Linked DNA regions of Mus musculus: region 2 is linked to region 1. A link is a contact called in public Micro-C data. All regions are on one chromosome and are shown on one strand. The core of a region is the stretch at or near the end of the contact, and the rest is flanking DNA. Distances in the headings are between cores, read along the strand shown. Region 1 holds the start of Mapk9 (mitogen-activated protein kinase 9). Region 2 holds the start of Rasgef1c (RasGEF domain family, member 1C).

Evidence for each region. A called contact is a pair of places that touch in the nucleus more often than the background predicts.
Region 2: a Micro-C map of embryonic stem cells shows a contact between it and region 1, with 2.7 times the contacts expected there. The contact joins the promoter of Rasgef1c here to the promoter of Mapk9 in region 1. A contact is called at or near these places in 1 of 15 datasets of contacts at CTCF or cohesin (embryonic stem cells), 1 of 484 Hi-C or Micro-C datasets (embryonic stem cells), 1 of 115 datasets of contacts at active chromatin or transcription factors (embryonic stem cells) and 2 of 9 other capture datasets (adipose tissue and liver).

Annotation. Positions count from the first base shown.
Region 1 is chr11:49,843,886-49,850,847 of GRCm38.p6, forward strand. Mapk9 (mitogen-activated protein kinase 9) reads left to right here and starts at 2,866. Exons shown (of 12, transcript NM_207692.2): 1 at 2,866-3,090. Gm36507 (a long non-coding RNA gene) reads right to left here and starts at 2,412. Exons shown (of 4, transcript XR_003949545.1): 1 at 2,330-2,412.
Region 2 is chr11:49,897,915-49,904,876 of GRCm38.p6, forward strand. It overlaps Rasgef1c (RasGEF domain family, member 1C), which reads left to right and starts at 3,921. Exons shown (of 14, transcript NM_029004.1): 1 at 3,921-4,053.

The DNA.
Region 1 (6,962 bases), core at 1,616-4,115:
GATAGCCCCAACCCATGCTTCAGTTTCTCAAAATGGCCTTTGCTGTAGCTCTCAACTGGTCTTGTCGTCTTAGCCCGCCATTCTTCAAATCTTACAAGTCTTAGTGAGCTTTCTAAAATGCACGTTGAATCACATCACTTAGCTCCTTGCTTACCACCCGTAACGGCTGCCCTTTACCTTACAGCCAGATTTCCAGCCTATCATGCTGCAAAGACAGATAGGTAAGGGCCACAGGAAGAATAGGGTGAAGGAAAACTGGGGCTTTACCTGTAGGGGTATCTTCCACCCAGTTTCTCAGGACCACAGCCCTTTGTGAAGAGAACCCAACAATGGAGTTGTTGCTTTTGTTTTGGAATCCCTTTCAGTTTTAAATGATGAAGAGGTGGCACAAAAGCAACCATTTACCCATTTGTCTAAATAAGGCAGAGCAATAAACAAGGCGGCCTATGTGCCCATCAGCCCATGGTCACCAACGCCACTCTGTCCCCAAAGGCCGCATCACTCCAATCTCCTTACCTACCACTCCTGCCAGTACAGGTGGCTGTGGTTCTGTGGACACAGCACACATGCCCCTCCCCGTTCTGAGTCCCTCCTCCTTCTGAGCACTTGGCCCAAATGTGTTTCAAAGTCTCAGACCCAGCCCTTTGCTTTGTTTTCCAGCCTCGGTAAGAACTTCCTTCTGCCAAAAGTTCTTCCACTGTTCCTCCCAGCCCGGCCACTGTGACCAGGCGTCAGTGTCCATGTATGGAGCCCACGACACAACACACTGTTGGCGGGATCTTTGCACTTAGAGGCTTCGCCCAGGATTCTGTGCACTCATTCAAAGCACGGACTCCCGCCATTCCACCCCACCCTGTCATTTCACCTCAGTATGTTCACCATTATTTTGAAAAAAAAAAGAACAAAGAGCAGCGTCTGTAGAAAAAAACAGAATCTGAATGGGAAACTTACTGGGTAAACATACCCATGATGATTTGTGGTTACTTACTTTGCATTGAGTTGGCTATAACACCAGTCTTGGATGTCTAGGGATTCTAATCTGAGGGGAAGCACTCATTAGTGTTCTTCAGGGAAACTGCAACAATGGTAGCCAGGCTGTGCTGGTTTTTAATAATGCCAACTGCTGGCTCTGTTTTCTTTGGAGCTTCTAAAGCAGTGACGGGAAGAGCCGAGGTGAGGACAGGTGTGGACAGAAGCTCACAAAAAGAACCTTTCTCAAAGCAGCACACTCAGGAACTAGGAGAATTTTGAGCAGGAATAAACCATACTCCCCCTGGTGGCCAGCATGGGGGTGGCCAAAGGAGGACTCTGCTAGTTGGGCTTGGTCAACTCGATTTAGTCCTATCTGGGAAGAGAGACTTTTAACTGAGACAATGCCTCCCTAAGATTGGTCTGTAATAAAGTTTGTGGGGACATTTTCTTCACAAATGATTGATGTGGGAGGGCCTAGCACACTGGAGGCAGTTCCATCCCTGACCTAGTGAGCTGCGTTCCCCCACTTCCTCTGCTTTGGTTCCTGCCTTGAGTTTCCTACTTCCTTTAACGATGGAGTGTGACCTCAGAGTTCTAATCCAAAATAAACCCTCTCCTCCCCGAAGTGCTTTCTGGTCATTGTGCCTTGTCACACCAATATAAAAGCAGAATAGGACAGAGACACTGTGATTGTCTGGATCCCCTTCTCGACCCTACTGCTCCTCTGAGCCTCCACCACCCTAGTTCAGTGCTTGAAACCAGAGTCACAGCTCTCTTCAAATTCTGCGGAGATTCATGGGGCCTCCTAGTCTCTTGATCTTCCTATACGCAGAGTCCTTCTCCCTGGCTCCTCCTTGGCATCTTGTGACTACAGCTCTACCACCATAGACACCACTTGTCAACTACTGTCTCCATTTTTCCAATCCCTTATTGACCAGTCCTCAGCCTAACCTGTTCGTAGCTTCCCTCAGTGTGTTCAACGTCCCTGTCTCACTTGCAGCCTCTCTATCAAAACACAGAGTAGTCAGAATCCCAAATTCTGAGTTTTCCAAACATCTGATTCACCTCAGACCTTCTGGAACCTACTTGAGAGCCAGAGGTCTGCAGAAGCGTCAACAAAAGCAGCAGTGTTAAAGACCCACTGTCTAGAAGCCCTTCAGCACTGGACGGACACCCTCCTCACCCCTCTACACCAAAGCAGAAACTTGTCTCTTATAAGAGGCCTCTTTAGGCTATACCCGTCACTGACTCATCAGGGTCATGGTCACCGTCTCCCCAACCCCCACCTTCTGGACATCTGGCCGCACCCCTGTTATGATCCCATTCAGTGTGGCATCTGCCTTAGTGAAAAACAAACCCCAAGGCCCCGCGGCTTGTCCTGGTTCTTCCTCCGGGGCCGTTGTACTCCAGGTTCCCAGGCTTCAAGTCCTTGATCATGCCCAGAACTCTTGTCTAACCCGGCTGTCTTTAGTCCTTTTCCAAGTCGCCTCTCCATTTGCACCTGCTACAACCGAGGCCTGACAATGGCTCCTACACTGTAGTCGCAAAGTCACGCCTCGCCCCTCCCCGGCTCTGGCTCCCCTTGGCCCACCCTCTCCGGCGCATGCGGGTCTCCTGGCCCTGGAGGGCGGGCTCAGGAGACGGTCCTAGCTTGACCTGGATCCCTAACTCTGTGCACACTGGCGGACGCTCTTCCAGCAAGCAGACGGTCAGACGGCGAGCCGCCTAGGGGGCGCCACTCTGCACTAGGGCATCCAGAGCGCGCCACTGGCCCCGCCCACACCCAGCCTCCAGCCACGCCCGTACTGCCCAGCCTTGCCCACCCCCAGTCTCAATTGGTCCCGCCTGTCTGGATATCCTAGTTCTGATTGGCTGGCCTAAGAATCCGTCAGACTGAGCGCCGCGGCGGCGGCGGCGGCGGTGGCAGCAGCGGAGCAGAAGGGAACCGGACCGGAAGGGTCGCAGCGCCCCGCGCCCCTCACACCCACTGCGACGGCGACGGGGCGGAGCAGAGCGGGGCGGGGCGACCGGGTCCAGGTCGTGGAGCTGGGTGCCGCCAGAACGCATCGCCGCCAGCGTGCCCTCCCTCTGCCTCCGGCGCGGCGGCGCGGAGCCGAGGTGAGCCGGGCGGGCGGCTAGGCCTGGCGGGGCTGCTCGGGCCACGCAGGGCCTGGGGTGCGGGGCTCAGGGGGTGGACTGCTCGGTACTGCCCGGCTATCCACGGTTCCGCGGTCGTTCTCTCCCGCCTGGTGTGTGCAGCCCCAGGGCTGCAGGCCGGCTGTCTGGCCGGGCCCCAGCAGACCTGCCCGCAGGGATCTGTGGGCGCCTTTCCTCCAGCTGTGAGGCACGTCGCTGCACCCCGCTGCATGCCCTGGAGCCTGAGCTCTGGTCCCCGCGACCTTGGCGGTGACTGCGACCCTCACTGGCCCTCTGCTTTCCCCTCGGGAGTAATGGTAGAATGTCTAGGGTTTGGTCGGGGTTGTTAACGGGCAGTGTAACTGTCTCAAAGCGTTAGGGCAGAGAAGCCTAAGGCGCACATTTGAGAGCATCTGAGTGGGTAAATAAATGCTCCCTTGCTGATGTGAGTGTCGTAGGAACTCCCCCTCATCCGCTTAGAGTCCTCCCCCACTTCTGCCCCCCCTCCCGAGCCTTGTCATTCATCTTCAGTGCCCAGCAAAGCCAGAGTGGGCCCTGCCCACCTCCTCCGCCACTCCTTCCCCTCTTAACAGAAGCAGATCTCTGCTCTCCTATCCTAAGCTCACCTGCCTTGGGCATGCCAAAATCATTTATTTACCTCAGGACCTTTGCACTTCGATTTCTCTATGTTCAGAGTTGTCTATAAGATTTTTACCCAGCTGTCTTCTCTCACATCGCTTCCTCCTGTGGTTCAGTGTCTTGTTATAGGCGAGGCCTACCTAGCTTGACCACCCTTTTCCCTCGCTTAGTCATTCTCGCTCATCAGTTTCTTTAATTTTCCATCCAGTACCTACTCTGGATTGATGCTATCTGATTTATTGCCCCGTCCTTTTTGTATAGCATGGTGAGTACAGGTAGTTGTTTCATCTGTAAAGTCAGATCAGTGAATGAACAGTAAGACCATCCCTGCCTATTATTATCTCTGCTTTGTCCATTTTGTTGGTGACTTTAACTTGTGAAACTTGTAAGCAAACAGACGCTGATTCTCACTTTGTGAAATATTTTCATGTTTTTAATCTCTTTCTAGTAGCTGTCAGAACAATTTGTGATAAAAAAAATACGTTTTGGTAAGAGTTTTGCTCTGGCTTCCTTCCACACATTCAGGAGTTATCTACTGGATTCTGTATTATCTAGGTCATGCTTTCTGCTGGGCTCTGGGGACACAAAGGAGATAGCAACAGGGTACCGTCCCCCAGAGAGTCCAGGAGCCCCATAGAGCAGACTGGCATGCACACAGTTCTAGGACAGGATATGACACCAGCTATAGTGAAGGGTCTGTGCCCTAGAAATGGAGGGTGTGGGGTGGGGGTGCTGGAGGGCCTTGAGCAGGGACAGACAGAAAGTGAAAGGGCAAGATCAACAAGGAACTCTGCTCAGTCTGGAGCCAAGAATCAGCCCTCCAGGGCAAGTGTGGGGCTTTATGGGGTGCTGGAGACCCCAGAGCTCCAGAACTTGGTTCAGCAATTTTTGTAAAAGCCAGGATTCCAAGTTTGTATCTGGACTCTGATATGTCAGTGTTGGCAATAGCTAATTAAAACTAGCTATTTGGTGCCAAGCCAAAATGCGGACCTCATGCAGCACTGCTAACCTCCTGAGCAGGCAGTGTGGGAGGGAGAAGCATGGAGGAGCAGGAACTGTAGCCTGAGGCCAGAGGAGCTAGGCCCTGTTCCCCAGATACCAGCCAGGCACTCATTTGAGTGTGGCTGGCACACTGGGTTCCACAGAGGAAGAAACGGAGGCTCAGTGCTTCAGCAGTTTGCTTCAGCGCAGGCAGCCAGTGAGAACTCGAACCCAGATTGCCCTCAATCTAAGGTTCTCAGCTCTATTTGTGTTTGGTTTTCGATTTGTTCTGGAAGAACAATAGCCAATCTATAAATGTTTCTCTCCTCCCTTTCAGAAGAGTCCTGCATAGTTAAAAATAATTGTCGTTTTTGGGGCATAATCTCTGGAGAGCTTTGGTTTTCCTGAGGTTTTAATTTGCAGGGTCTCGGGACTTTATAATTACTTGTTAACGGATACTTTGCTGTGTCCTTTATGAATGGTCAAAGGTATACTTGGATTTGTCAGTTTCAAATGGAAAAATAAGTCTTAACCTTCTGTACAAATCAAAATGCCAAACAAAGTAATTATTAATGAGTTACTAATTTTTAAAAGCTTATAAGATAAAACAAAAATCTGATCTTAAAAGAAAACTATAAACTTGTCAGTAGGCTGCTATATTTGTCTACATACAAAGTTATCTTTCACACCTGGCTAAGAAGGTGGCAATTTTATTAAAAAATAATTATTAATGGTTTATACTTGACCTCTGTGTGAATTGATTTCAATAGCAGTCTGTTAGTTGTTTATGATGGGGACTTTCAAATTTGTTAAAAAAAAATAAACAGCCTAGTATCAGTGTCTACAGGTTTCAACTCTGACAGTCTTGTTCCATCCCTGACCTTAGATCCTTGACATCCCATTGTTCTGTCCATGAACTTTTTAGTCTATGTCCCTAAAAGACAGGGCCTCTCTTAAACTTTTAAAAGCAGTAATTCTTTCATAGCATCAAGTAACCAGTCAAAACTCAAATTCCTAGGTGTCTTGTGTATCTTACAGTTTCTGTAATCACTTGAAAGTAGAGTCAAGTTTTTGTTGTGATTATTGGTCTTTTCAGTTCTCTGTTTGTTTTTATGTTTTATTTTATGGTGTTTGTTTTGTGGGTTGTTTGTTTGTTTTTTTTTCTTTCAGATATGACTTCATACTCATTATGAGTGAATGGCCCAGGCTGGCCTCAAATCCATGGCAATCCTCCTGTTTCAGCTTCCCATGTGCTAGAATTATAGTCAAAAGGCACCACACTCAGCTAGATGTCTTCAGTGTGTTGCTTTTCCTGCTTCTCTTCTGTTTTCCTTGTAGTTCACTTGTAGAAGCAGCTGGTGGTTCTGGAGTGTCTCCATGGTTGGGTTTTACAGATGCCATCTCTGCAGTATGATATAGAGTTTCTGTCTCCTGAGACATACGAGGTGAATCTAGGTGACACCCACTGAGATTGAGGGTGGACTCAAGCCATGGTGCCTTCTCAGCTGAGCCGGACTCACAGCTAGAGGCGTCCTGAAGTTCTGTGCTCATCAATGTCTTACAGATGAGGGTAGCTGCTTGGCACTGGATAAGTAACTGTTCCACAAGGAACCTGGCTTGAGACCTGACCTTAACCTTCCATACTGCCTTCCCACACTTATCCTTTTACTAAGCTTTGCTTTAAACTGACAATGCCTGGGCTGAACAATGGGCCAGGGTTCAGAAATTAGCCAGGTACAGCCTCTACCACTGAGGAGCTTGGAGCAGAGCTTTCTACACAGAATGGAAGGAGAGCTTGGTGCTGTTTAAAGGGATAGGCCGAGTAAGGAACCTTGCATGAAAAGTAGGTCCTTGAAGAGTAGAAGGGACAGGGACATCAGCTAAGGCAGATGGAGCCGCTGAGCAGAAGTCTGCAGGTGTGTCTGGTATCCAAGAGCGGGCCAGAGGGCTTGCTGTCTGCCCTTGTGCTAAGGACGGCTCATCAAGCTCTCAGAGTCACTGATGAAAGCATTCAGACAGGAAAAGGGTGGAATCGCTGTGTATTTTCACCAGATCTCCTTTTAAAATTTCTTATTGTGGAACAGTTACAGATCTTCAAGAAGCTGCGAAATCCCGTCTATTTTTTACCCAGTTTTCTCCATCGATTGTATATTTATATAACTCCAGTACAGAATCATAACAGGAAGTTAGGCATTGCTACAGTATGTGTACAATTCAGTATCGTTTTCTCATGT
Region 2 (6,962 bases), core at 2,671-5,170, 55 kb after region 1:
CGGTGCTGGAGGAGTAGAGAGTTCATCTTCATCCAAAAGTAACCAAGTGGAGACTGTCAAAGCTCCCACAGTGACTTCCTCCAATAAGGCCATAGCTATTCCAATGAGAATACACCTCCCTGTGGGCCAAGCATCCAATCTCTTGAGTGTATGAGAGAGTTGAACCATTATACCCTATCTAAAAAATAATGTTTTAATGGGAAAAAGGATTGTGGATAGAGTTCAATGGTAAGGTACTTACTTAGTATGCACAAGGCCTTGGGTTCAGTCCTCAGCATCTCCAAAAGAAAAAGAAAAAAGAGGGAAGGAAGGAGGGAGGGAGGGAGGGAAAGGAAGAGGGAGAGGGACGGAGGGAGGGAGGGAGGGAGGGACGGAGGGAGGAAGGGAAGGAGGGAGGGAGGGAGGGAGGGAGGGAGGGAGGGAGGGAGAGAGGGAGGGAGAAAGGGAAGGAGGGAGGGAGGGAGGGAGGGAAAGTAAGAGGGAAGAAGGGAAGGAGGGAGGGAGGGAGGGAGGGAGGGAGGGAGGGAGGGAGGAAGGGAAGGAGGGAGGGAGGGAGGGAGGGAGGGAGAGAATCTGTTTTGTTACCTTTAAACTCTGTCTCCCATAAAGTCTCAGGAGGTAGAAATATACAGAGAAGTCCTTTGCCAGACTACAGCATGAGCCACCTTGGTCCAGTTCCCAGCACACTGTGCCTGTGCCTGTCTGAAGTCTCACGAGAAGTCTTCTGCTGTCTGCATTCCCAATGGGGTTCTGATCTCCCGAGTTCCCACCATCACTGCCAGTTAAGATGAGCATACAACACTTCCGAGCTCTCTAGCCTGCTTTTCCAAAGTCTTCAAATTTCCCCCACAACCACTTCCAAAGGCCTGAAGACCTCATCACCAGGGTTAGCAACAGCAAACACTCTTTCTCATTATCACACACAAGCGGATGGCAACAAAAGGGAAGGGATTACTCATGTCAGTCCACGGTTTCTGAAGGTTCAGGCCATGGTCACTTTGTCCTTGGACAGAGCATCATCGTGGCAAGAGGCTGTGATGAGGACCTTGACCTCATAGCAGACAGAGGAAGAGGACCTGACTCGGGTCCTGGAGTAACCTGCGAATGAATGCCTCAGTGGTCTATAACCTCTGGCTGGGTTCTTCCTCCTCAGATGTCACAGCCTCCAAAGTAGGACCAGCATCTGGGAACCAAGAGACTGATATAATGGGGAACGTGTCAAGTTAAACCACACTAAGGGGCAGTCAGCCAATACAAGGAGGCAGGCTTCTGCCCTGGAAAAGCATGAGGACCAGTATCTAGGATGCAGGCCTGAGCATCTCTGTGCTTCTGACTCTACTTATAACCATAGATGTGCAAATAGCCATGGCCCAACAAGGATGCAGAAACTGCTCTGACCCTGGACTCAACCTCCGACATGCACAAACTGGAAAAGGCACTGCCTGTGGCTTAGTGTGGTGGAGGAGGGAGGTGACTGGGCTTCAGGTAAGACCTACAAGAATTTGGGTGTTCCAATAGGTATTTTGAAGAAGGCAGGTTCTGTGCCCTCTGTAATCTCAGCCATCTGTATTCAGTACAGTTCCCACAGAGTCTCCAGGAAGACAGGCTTTAGTTGGCCGTGATGGTCACCATCCTAACAATGCGTCCTTTATGAGTTGCCCCTCCTTCCCTGCTCTAGCCCTGGCTCCCTGGAATCTCCTTCCACCTCGGCAACCTCCAGTCTTATCTCAGGCTCCATTGCCAGGATCCCATCTGAGATAGCATCCTTTAGTTACAGGCTAGCATCATGATGGTACTAGGAACCCATCCTACCTACATCCAGATCCATGCTTACTCTACACATACCTCTCTCACACACACACGGAGTCATGCACACCTCACATACATAATGTACATGCAGATGCACCACATACCGCATACATATCACACCCAAGTGTTCTGCATGCATGTGTAGAGTATAAACACCACCATTCATCACATACTGCATACATTTAGCACATGCAGACCCGTACTGCACATATATACACATATGGGCACTCTTGCTTCCTCCTCCTCCCAAGTCTTCACTCATACTCTGTGGGAAGGCAGAATCCTGGTGTGTAAACAATAAGAGATTCTCTCTCTCTCTCTCTCTCTCTCTCTCTCACACACACACACACACACACACACACACACACACCTCCTTGTAGCTGACTGTAGCGTGACTTTCTCCTAGTGCTCTGTCTGCCCTTGTAGTAACGTTGGAGGGCTTTCATCAGACCCAAGAACGGACAGTTTATGGGCTCTGCTGATAAAGTGCATTGGCTGGAGCCCAAAGTTCTGTCGTCTTTGTTCTTGCATTTTATTGGTGATCCTGTTCGGCCACCTTGCAGGCTGTCAGGCTTCCCTGAGTCACCTGATGCATTTATGCCAAGGCTGAGACAGAATGCCGCTGAGGACCTGCACAGGGTGTCTATGGCCACTGAAACCCAAGGGTCTCCTTCTTTTACCCCAAGGACCCAATTCCAGACTGCACTCACTAGCTGTCTTCAGGACTTTCCCAAGATTTCCTTTGGCCACACAGTCTCACCACCTTCTGGGAAAGGGTGCCTCAGCAAACCTCACAACTACTACCTACCCAACAGCCACCCCTGGGAAATTTCCCCCTCACCCCTCACCAACCCAGAATCTCCCACTCCTCTCAAGTTCTCCTGTCCTGTATCACTAAGCCCTGTGGCTTTTCCTTTCTTGTATCTGCACCATTCACTGACCCTGTCTAGGGTCTGTGCTTCTCAGCTCTCCTCTGCCTGCCCCCTCTACACTGGTTCATGCTGCTTGCTTCTCCCTCTTATGCCCTCTCAGTGACAACCTTGTGGGATGAACTTTTGTGGTCCAGACCACTGTGAATGGGAGATGCAATCCAGAAAACCAAGGCAGGGGGCTTCTTAGGAGCCAAGGTAGTTGGGGATGTACCATCTCCTCTTGCTGGGAATGCTTTGGGCAGAACTGGGGCTAATTTGTCCCTAGGGCCACAATCAAGAACACGACCTACCTCTTCCTAGTATTCAGGAGGTTACTCCAGCCCTGCTCCCTTCCACCTTGGCTCCCAGCACTCTCCCCACTGGAGAGTCAAAGACTATGATTTAACTACCCTAGGAATCAACATTGCTTCTCCCCCCCCCATGTTTTAATAACCAATAAACTCCGCTTGAGTGAATTGAGTTGGGTTCCTGCCACAATTCATCAGGAGGTTCTGCCAAAGCAGAAGACAGATGTCCTGACCTCTGCAGTGAGACACGCCTGGATGGAGCCAGGGCAGAAGGTCACCAGGTCCTGTGTTGGCTCCTTCTTTTCACTTAAAATTATGACCGCCCTGCTTTATCTTTCTAGCATCGCAGTGCCTCCAGAGCCATGAAACGCAGCTATGTCCCTCACTATAGGGAGGAGGGTGTGTGCAGTCTTCGCCATTCTTTTGACACTTAGCCTGTGCCAATAGGACTCCAGGACACAGACCACCCAAAGTTCAGTGGCCGTTGTAGGAGAGGCCAGGACTCAGCCTTGAAGCAAGTGTGACCTGGGTTTCGGGATTCCAGAGGCTGGTCCAGAGAAGAGGTATGGCCTGATGGCAGTTTAAGTGCTGGGGGCTCGGGGACCAGGCTTGGGAGAGCACCACAGGAGCAGTTTTAGCACGCGGGACTTCCCTCAAGCGAGGGGAAACGAATCACATTGAGGGTCCCGAGCGCATTCCTGGACATTGGGTCTTGATCCCGGGAGCTGGGAGCAGAGGAGAGGCTTGGACAAGGCGACGGCATGCGGAGTGGACAGGGAGGGCAGCGGGCAGCGTTGCGTTGCGCTGCGCGGACTCGGGCGGCTCCACCCGCGCTTCCCTGTGCGGCCGCGAGGGGGCTCCGCGCTGCTCAGGCCGGGCCAGGCGCACGGGCGGGCTGCGTGCGGGATCGCGGCGGGCTGCGAGCGGGCGAGCAGGCAGCGCCCGGTCCACGGTGCAGCGGCTGCAGCGGGCGCGGCGGGCGCTGCCGATGGGCCGGGCCCGGGCTGCCGGAGCGCCGGGAGCCGGTGAGTAACGCGCGGTCAGGAGACACACCTGCGCTGCGGACAAGGGCGTGCGGGGCGCGGCGAGGTCCGCCCGTGGGGCGCGGCAGCGACGTGGGCGGGGACGGCGGATCGGGCCGCGGGCGGGCACGCGCGGGGCTGACCCGGGGCAAGGTGCGCGCGGGTGACAGTGCGCGTGGCCGGAGCCGCGGCGCGCGTGGCGGAGAGGTGGATGACACTGGGCCGAATGGCGCGGGAGCCCCAATCCGCCCATACACACACACCTCCCTAAGGCGCAGGGCGAGCGCAGGGTCCCGGAGTGGAGGTACCATGCAGTGGCTGGAGGCCAGGGGACTCAGCAAAGGGCACGCCCCCAGCCGCTGGAAGGAGACCACCTCCCTATACCAGCTAGTGGCAGAAAAAAGCCATCCTGGGCCCAGAGTCCCCTCCCACATGAGTCTCAGTTTCCCTGGCTCTGAAACGGGCACAGCGAAGTTGACCTGCGATCTGTATGGGAAGGGTGACACGAACCTTGGCCTTTTGGAAACCAGAGGACCAGTGTGCCCATGAGGATCTGTAGGGTCATGGCATCTGCTGGGACTCCATGTGTGTCCCTCAGGCAGTGGCAGGAAGCAGGCTCAAGGATGAAGACAGAGAAGCCCTGGAGAGAAGTGGGTGCTCTGAACGCCGCTGTCTGCCCAGCAGCTTAGATGGTAAGGTGGTGGGGTCCCTTGCACTCCAACTGACCCCCTCCTGTGGCTGTAGGGCAGGTAAGAGAGGCCAAGAAGGGTCCTGGGAAGACCCACCTGATGCGCAGGGCTGTTTCCACTTCACAGTCAAGTAAACAGACTCAGAGGGATGAGAGGACTTGCTCCCAAGAAGTGACAAAGGTGAGGTTCCAGCTCCTACCCCAGTACTTCAGCCACTTTGTCAGGTGCCGTAAGAATGCTGTGTTCACTGAAAACCTACTGTGTGCAGCCAGCTTCCTATCCTGAACACTGTTCCCACACTGGTGTGAGGGCAAGGGAAAATCTGAAGTCGTTTTAGAAGATCATCTCTATGAGGACAATAAAATGGGGTAATGGGCTGGAGAGACGCAGGTATTGGGACAGAGCCTGGGCCTGGCCAGAGAAGGTACCTGTCCCTGGCTAGAGACCTCTGTGCTGTAAGTCAAAGTTGGAGCCTGGAGCCGGTGGAAAAGGGTTGAACAGGTGCAACATACGGACGATGCGTGGTAAGGGCTTTGAACCGGATACGTCAGCAGAACTTAGGCTTGGATGTTCGTCTGGGCGCAGTAGTCCTCGGAGGTTTGGAGTTTGACTTGTAGAAGGAAAGGTTTAATGGCAGTTGAAGAGCTGTGCAGGAGGCAGAGATGAAGCAGGGTTAGAGTGGCCAGGCAAAGAGAACGCAGACAGGCCTAAGAGATCAGAGGTGTGGAGATATTTGAGAGGGCTGTGCCCATCCACCCCTGGCGGCATAGCCACGTAAAGGCCTTCATCCTGACAAAACCAGAGCCACAAAGAGGCTTATAGCAAGTTGAGGGGCTCAGGTGGAAAGGGAGCCTGGTTTTAATTCAAGTGCTTTCCCACTCTGGTCCAGCAGGGAGCGCGTGAGTGCGGGCTGGGTTGCAGAAGTCCAGTCTGGGTGCTTGGGCTAGGCTCAACTTGTGGAATCTTCTGACTTGTCATCAGGTGTCTCAGAGGGCTGGTCCACCACTCACATTTGTCCTTAACCAAACCTGGAATAGGCCGTTTTCCAAAGAGGCTTTTATTCCTTTAAATGGCAGTTGAGAAGCCTAGAAACCACCATCTAGGTTAGGTGTGCCCATGACTGTCCTGGTGCCGCTGAATCTAGACTTTGTCAGGGAGTCCCAGCCAAATCGCTTTTAAAAACAAACTAAAAATTTATATTTCTGTCTCTCACAGTGAGAACCTGATTCCCAAATCATCAGTTATATTTAATTGTTTGCTAAACACTAGAAGACACACAGATGGTTTCAGAAAGAAACTACGTAAACTACTACCCACCCATAACTGCTACCTAAGGTTTCGGATGCCGTTGGGTGCACACCCAGAGCTTGGTGGGTCGTTTTTCAGTCTGATACAGTTTTGGTTTCATGAGTTTCTAGTTGCATTCAGCCTGGTTTTGCACATCCTTGGTCTTGCAATTTTATTTTTGAATCTGTAAAATATTTTTATGGCTCAAAGGTCACAACTACACAAAAGCTATATTTAGAAGCTATTTAGAAGTACAGCCCATAGACAACTTGTCTGTTTCTTTTTACCAAAGAAGCAATTTATACATTATATTAGTATCTGTTGCATCCCCCTTTGTACTGTGACAAAAATTTTACCTAAAAACTGGCTCTCCCGGTCTATAGAGACCTTTCCAGTTCTTTTTTCACTACCACATATTACTCTACTGTGTGACTGCACTCTAGCTTATTTTATTTGTGTGCTGTGGGTGAACCTCTGATTTTTATTCCAGGCTTTTGACTTTTTTCCCTCCGTCTTTTTAAATTTTTTATTTTTATGTGTGTGTGTGTATGTGTGAGTGTGTGTGTGTGTACTTGTGTGGAGGCCCAAAGATGTGCTGGATTCCTTGAAGTTAGAGTTACAGACACTTGTGAGCTTGTGTTCATCTTTAATTAATTAAAATATTTGCTTATTTTATTCATCTTTAGCCAAAGGGAAGAAAAAGTGTATTCGGGATCCTGGTATGGGGACAGCGGTTGAACAAAAAGCCTTCCCTCGCGTGTTTCTGAGTCTGGCAGGACGCACTGATGCCACTTGATATTTCAAAGGTCTCCTAGCTATTCCGGAGTGTTCATGATATGTGGCGTTGGATCATGTTAGTGTGTTCACAGTGTGCAGGAACGTAAGTGTGTGTGGGTGTGTGGGCCAAAGAGTAACCTTGGGTGTTATTCCGTAGGC